2 separate regions of the Macaca mulatta genome follow, and region 2 is linked to region 1. Evidence: chromatin contacts called from public Hi-C data. All regions are on one chromosome and are shown on one strand. Each heading gives the region's core, a stretch centred on a gene start, on an enhancer-like site or on the middle of the called end of the contact. The rest is flanking DNA. Distances are from core to core; before and after follow the strand shown. Region 1 holds the start of ANP32B (acidic nuclear phosphoprotein 32 family member B). Region 2 holds the start of TRMO (tRNA methyltransferase O).

What was found. Hi-C and Micro-C count contacts between places; a contact is called where the count stands out from the background.
Region 2: a Hi-C map of cortical neurons shows a contact between it and region 1, with 4 times the contacts expected there. The contact joins the promoter of TRMO here to the promoter of ANP32B in region 1. A contact is called at or near these places in 2 of 14 Hi-C or Micro-C datasets (cortical neurons and fetal cortex germinal zone).

The regions. Positions count from the first base shown.
Region 1 is chr15:60,420,921-60,423,724 of T2T-MMU8v2.0, reverse strand. It overlaps ANP32B (acidic nuclear phosphoprotein 32 family member B), which reads left to right and starts at 1,424. Exons shown (of 7, transcript NM_001266908.1): 1 at 1,424-1,824. The coding sequence starts at 1,771.
Region 2 is chr15:60,481,607-60,484,410 of T2T-MMU8v2.0, reverse strand. It overlaps TRMO (tRNA methyltransferase O), which reads right to left and starts at 1,408. Exons shown (of 5, transcript NM_001194620.2): 1 at 1,256-1,408. The coding sequence starts at 1,331.

The sequences.
Region 1 (2,804 bases), core at 175-2,674:
AAAGTTGTCTGAGAATCAGAGAAATAATATCAAGCCCCTTAAAGCAGATGCTCAATAATCGCTTGTTGGCTCATGAAACCGATTTGGTAGTTCTTATTTTTTGTTTGTTTGTTTTTTTGTAAAAGCCCTCATTGCATAGCCCGGTGGTTCTCATAACCTTAGTTACAGACCTCTTGTAACCTCCTGAGAACATCTGTCTCCATTTTCCCTTGTCATGAAGACATCTGCTGAGACAGTTAACAGGAGTCAGGGAACCACATACTAGAAAGTTTTTCTTTTCCCATATTCCTTCTAAAACTTTCATCTTCAAATGTTAACTCACTCAGTATTTTAAAAGCTGATCTATAATCGGTTTACAATTAAGTTTGGGTTGTTTGCCACTAAAACTTAGGTAAAATACGAATTGGGGCACTTTCCTAACTTCATAAAACTTTATATTAATGCATAGAATTTCAAGTTTTTCTTTAACAAATTGTTCTTAGTTTTTGGTGCTTCTAGTCAGTACAATCTCACATTGTATTTGATATATTATGTATTTACTTATTTTACGCTGAATATAAAGTCATTCCCAGGTGGTCTGCAAAGCACAACACCCACCCCGATCTGGTGCTCTAACCCCTGGGACCCTTTCAGCCAGACCATGACAAAGGCTGCCTGCCAGGTTTCAGCGAAACTTAGACCACCAAGAATTTACACACCTCACAGGGGTGCCCTAACGAATAAATGAGATTTAAAAAAAAAAAAAAAAAAAAAAGGCAGGGAAACCCTGAGGCCCTATTAGAAATGCTAATGGTTTCCTTCTCTAGCTCCTATTAAAATGTTAGAAAACCGAGGGAGACTCTCCTGAAGAGGGTGGAGATGCTAGCCTGCTCTGCGGCTTAGCAAGCGACCCCTGCTGCCATGCCAGGGCCGGCCGGCCACGATTCTGTCCCGACGGGGGGCGCGCGGATCCTCGGCGGCACTACGGACGCCACTCTGCCAAGGAGGCATTGGTGTTCGGCCTGTTGGCCCCAGACTGTGTGGCAGGCAAAAGGTGAACCTCAAAGCCTCTCTGTCCCCGGCTTCTTCACATTTCGCGCCTCCGCGGGCGTCGTGCTGCCCCCGTGAGCCTCCCCGGATGGACTGGGCTTTAGGGACCCCTGAAGCCGGACTGCCAAGCTTCCCACCAGCCCTGCCCGCGAACCTCCGGGCCCGGGCCGCAGACCCAGCTCCGGGCACGACGAGGTGGGGCCGGGAGGAGAAGTCTCAGCCCGGCGGGGGTCGGGGAAGCCCCCCCACCCCCGAGAAAGGTCTTACATCAGCCGCCCCACGTGCAATCGGAAGGAGGGAGGGAGGAAGTCGCTCCTCTACCCCGGCTGCGCCTTTGCCCAGCCTCCGCCCCGCCTGTCGCGCGTCTCCCCGCCCCGTCCTTGGTGCAACCGCGGCCGCCCAGCCGAGCAGCGCCGCGCGGGGCCGAGTGGAGCCGAGCAGCTGCCGCGCCGCGTCGCCGGTTTAAGCGCAGTGCAGGCCGCGGCCGGGGGCGGCGGTAGTGAGCCCAGCGCTGCGCTCCAGCCTCCTTTTCCCTCCATGGTTTCTCTCCGCTCCCGTGAGTAACTTGGCTCCGGGGGCTCCGCTCGCCTGCCCGTACGCCGCCAGCCACCCAGGACCGCGCCGCCGGCCTCCGCCGCGAGCAAACCCTTCCGACGGCCTTCGCTGCGCAGGCCGGGACGCCTCTCCCCCCTCCGCCCCCGCCGCGGAAAGTTAAGTTTGAAGAGGGGGGAAGAGGGGAACATGGACATGAAGAGGAGAATCCACCTGGAACTGAGGAACCGGACCCCGGCAGCTGTAAGCAGAGCCCCCTCCGGGCGCCCCCTCCCCTGATGACTTGCATGTAATGGTGGCCACCTGCGGGGCCCGGCCTGAGGGTTCGCCGGCCCCGGCGCGGGGAAGAGCGCAGCTCGTGGGCTCGGACGGGGAAGGCTGGCGGGCGCGGAGGGGGGAGCGAGCGCGCGAGGATTAACTCTTTGCCGCCCGCGGGCCCCTGGGGCGGCCGGAGGAAGGCAGCGGTGTCGGGGAAAGCAAACTTTGAGCGCTTCGCCCGCCGGGGTCTTTCCCCGGAGGGAGCGCGTGTGCAAGTGGCCGGCGGCGAGGGAAGGAGGCGGGGGTTGTGTAACGCTGGGAGCCATGTTTGCAGCCTCCCGGGATGCGCGGCCGGACGGAGGCCGGGCCTGTCGAGGAGCTGCGCGGCCATCCCCGCCTGGGCCAGGCCGGGCTCTGCGCGCCCCGGGCCGGCCGGGGAAGGGGCGCGGATGAGGCGGGGCGGGGGGTGGCTTCTGTGACCGGAGCTCGCGATGGGGGCCGGCCCGGCCGAGGGCAGCGGCTGTGGAGCGAGGAGGGGGCTTTTTTCCTTTGAAGGGAGCGAGAAGCCCCCTCGGGCGCTTGGGCGGGCGCGGCCTGGCGCGCAGAGCGGGGGAGGGGCGGGCCAGGGCGGCGGAGGTGGCGCAACCGCCGCCCCTCCCGAGGCCAAGTTTGAAAAAAGGACGCGGTTCCCGCCATTTTTCAAGCCTAAAAATAAAACTTTCTCTCTTGTTTCCTCGCTCCCTCTTTGCCCTCGGCCTTGCCCATTCCGACCTCCCAGAGGCAGCCCGGGTCGACCGGGGCCAACCGTTGTGGCGACGGCTTCGCCCTTCCCCCTGCGCCGCGGCGGCGGCGGAGCCCGGGGCTCCTGCCCCGGGAGGATGGCCCCTCCGTGTGGGCGGGCGGCGGCTCCTCACGCCAGCCGGGGCGCGCCACAGGCCGCCGCAGCGCCATGTTGGCGGGTGCCC
Region 2 (2,804 bases), core at 159-2,658, 61 kb before region 1:
TCGTGTTATGCTAACTCTTTAAACTTTTCATGGTCTCTACTGCTAACAGACTTTGTATTTCTTAGCCTGGCACTCAAGGTTCTTCACAATCAGAACCCAAAGGTTCTCACCTCCCTGCTCCATCTAACACTTTAGACTTCTAGCTCCCCAAACCTATACTGTGTAGACTTCTGAGCCCTGGCTGCTGCGTTTTCCTTCCTGTCAAAATATTAGACCTGTTATCTGGCAGTGTGCAACAATTTTTTTTTAAATAAGCACATGTGACCAGGTAATAGCATTTCCAAGAAATTTAACAAAGTTCAAACTTTAGAATGTACACAAACATTTCGGCTTCAAGAGCTTTCTTTTAGAACAATGCAAACTGAAAATAACCTAAATGCTCAGTAACAGGAAGCTGGTTACACGAATTAGAGTACATCTCTAAAACAAAGCGTTATGCTGGTTGCAGTGGCTCACGCCTGTAATCCCAAAACTTTGGGAGGCTGAGGCAGGTGGATTGCTTTTAAGCCCAGGAGTTCGAGACCAGCCTGGGCAACGTGGTGAGAGCTTGCCTCTACAAAAATTAATAATAACAAAACAAAGTGTTAAAATTAACATTAATTGCCCTGTTAAGTTTTTTTTAAATTCTTTTAAAGTTACTAAACAGTAAGGTCGTATAGTATCTCATTTTTCAAGTGTGTATGCAAAGAAACAAGTATGGAAGGTAGACACCAAGATATTGACAATGGCTTTCTCTGGCAGGCTATTTTAATTCTCTTCCATTCGCTTTCTAGTTTCTAAAGCTAAAATATTCCTCTATGAAAACGTGTGAGTAAACAGAAACAAATTCATGCCTTTCTAGGCCCAATTTAAAACTATTTTCTCCGACCGAAATTTTCCCCTTCTCTCTCCTCGTTCCTACAGCGCAGGATGCCTCTCTCCTATGGCATTTACTAATTCCTAACCCGCCTAACACCACCCCCCATATACCATGGCAACGAAACCCCTAAGAGAAAAGCCGCTACGCTACACTTAGCTGCTCCAGCTACTGAGCCAAGACTAGGCGGACAGCGCAAGCCTTGTAACAAAGCCGGAACAACCCCGATGACGTCATCCCACTCGCCGAAGCACATCACGTGGTCGCCGCAGCACATGACCCGTGCCTTCGCCGTAGGTAGAAGAATGACGCACGTCAGTTCCAGATCTTGCGTTTCACACCCCGCTTGGCAACGAAGACCTCTCCAGAGTGTGGCACTGCCAGTCTCTTGGAAGTTACCTGTCTCCAGAGCCGGCTTCACGCAGCCGCACGGGGTCGCTGTAGGCCGACGACCCGGCTCCTCCAAGCCGCGCATGGCTACTGGTTGCTGAGGTGCCTACCCGACGCATCCAACCTTCCGCTTCCGCGCTCCATGCCTGACGCATGCGCAGTAGCCTCGCCGGCGGGGTCCCGCGAGCCCAGGAGAGTGCGCGCGCGCGCAGTGTGGCGCTGAGGGACGTTTGGAGGTCTCCATGGGGCGTCGAACCCCTATCCGGGGCGTGTTCCTTTCCGGGACCCCAATCTCGTTTATCTTAGACAGAACTCCTGCAGTTGCCCGCCCTCCCAGGGCAGGCTGCGGCTCCGGGTTCCCGCGCTTTCTGAGAGGCAACACACCTCGATGAAGAACTCGCAACTATGTGTCTCTCGAAACATTGTTAAGCAACCTACACGTCCAGTATGACCCTAATTTTTAAAGGATGTGTATATGTAATTACCACAGAGCGGAAGGACTGGACGTTAAGAAATGTTAAGAATTCTCCTCTAGCGCCTGTGGTCCCAGCTACCCCGGAGATTGAGGCGAGAGAATCGCTTGAGCCCAGGAGTTTGAGGCTGCACTCCAGCGTGGGTGACAGAGCGAGACCGTGTATCTAAAAAAAGAAAAAAAAATCTCTTTGGGTGGTGGGAAAACAGATGTGATTATCCTTTTTATGCCTCAATTTTTCCATAATAGAAGTTATGCTTTGTCAGAAACAACCCCAAATAAGTCTTATTTCAAGTGTGGCGAATATTATAAAGGAGCCCTACTATGTGCTAGGGGTTAAGGAGTGGGAACTGTTTCTTGTGCTCCACACCTTACCAGAACTGAAGTGAGAATGGAATTTTAAGAGTCAACATGCCATGTATATTGTGGGGATTATTGTCGTTTCTGGACAGCTCTGAGAAGCTAGGAGCTAATATGAATAATTTTTTAATCCAATGCAATGACCAGTTGTCCTTGCAATGATAGCCTATCTTTTACCCACTTGTAATGCTGTCTCTCACCTATAGCTAGTTTCTATGTACATAAATCTCTTTATGGGAGAAAATTTTTAATCTTTTATCTTTTTATCTGTTAACATCTGCAGTATAAAATATTCAAAAGCATATGAGTCCACAGATTGAAAAGCCTAAAAACCATGAAAAGATGTTTCCTTGTCTGTCCATTTGTCATTGATTTCTAGTAGAAAATAACCAGCAGTAGGAGCCAAATAATTAAAGATTGTGGTTTAAAAAATGAAATAAAACTGATCAAATGCATATAGTGTCTTTTGGCAGGTCATTTTTACATGACAACTTGGAAAAGGCTGCCATTTTTTTTTTTTTTTTTTAGGAGGAACAGTTGTGTGCAGCTGGAGAGAAACAAGTTTGAAAACCAGTGTGTGTGTATGTGTGTAAAATTGGGCTGGAATTACTGCACTTGCCACTAGATGGTGATGTTGCTGAAAATGATAGTCCCGCTTAATTTGTGGAAAGAGTAGACTTGGAGAGAGATACTTGCCCGCCTGGAGGGCATGGTAGATGTTGATAA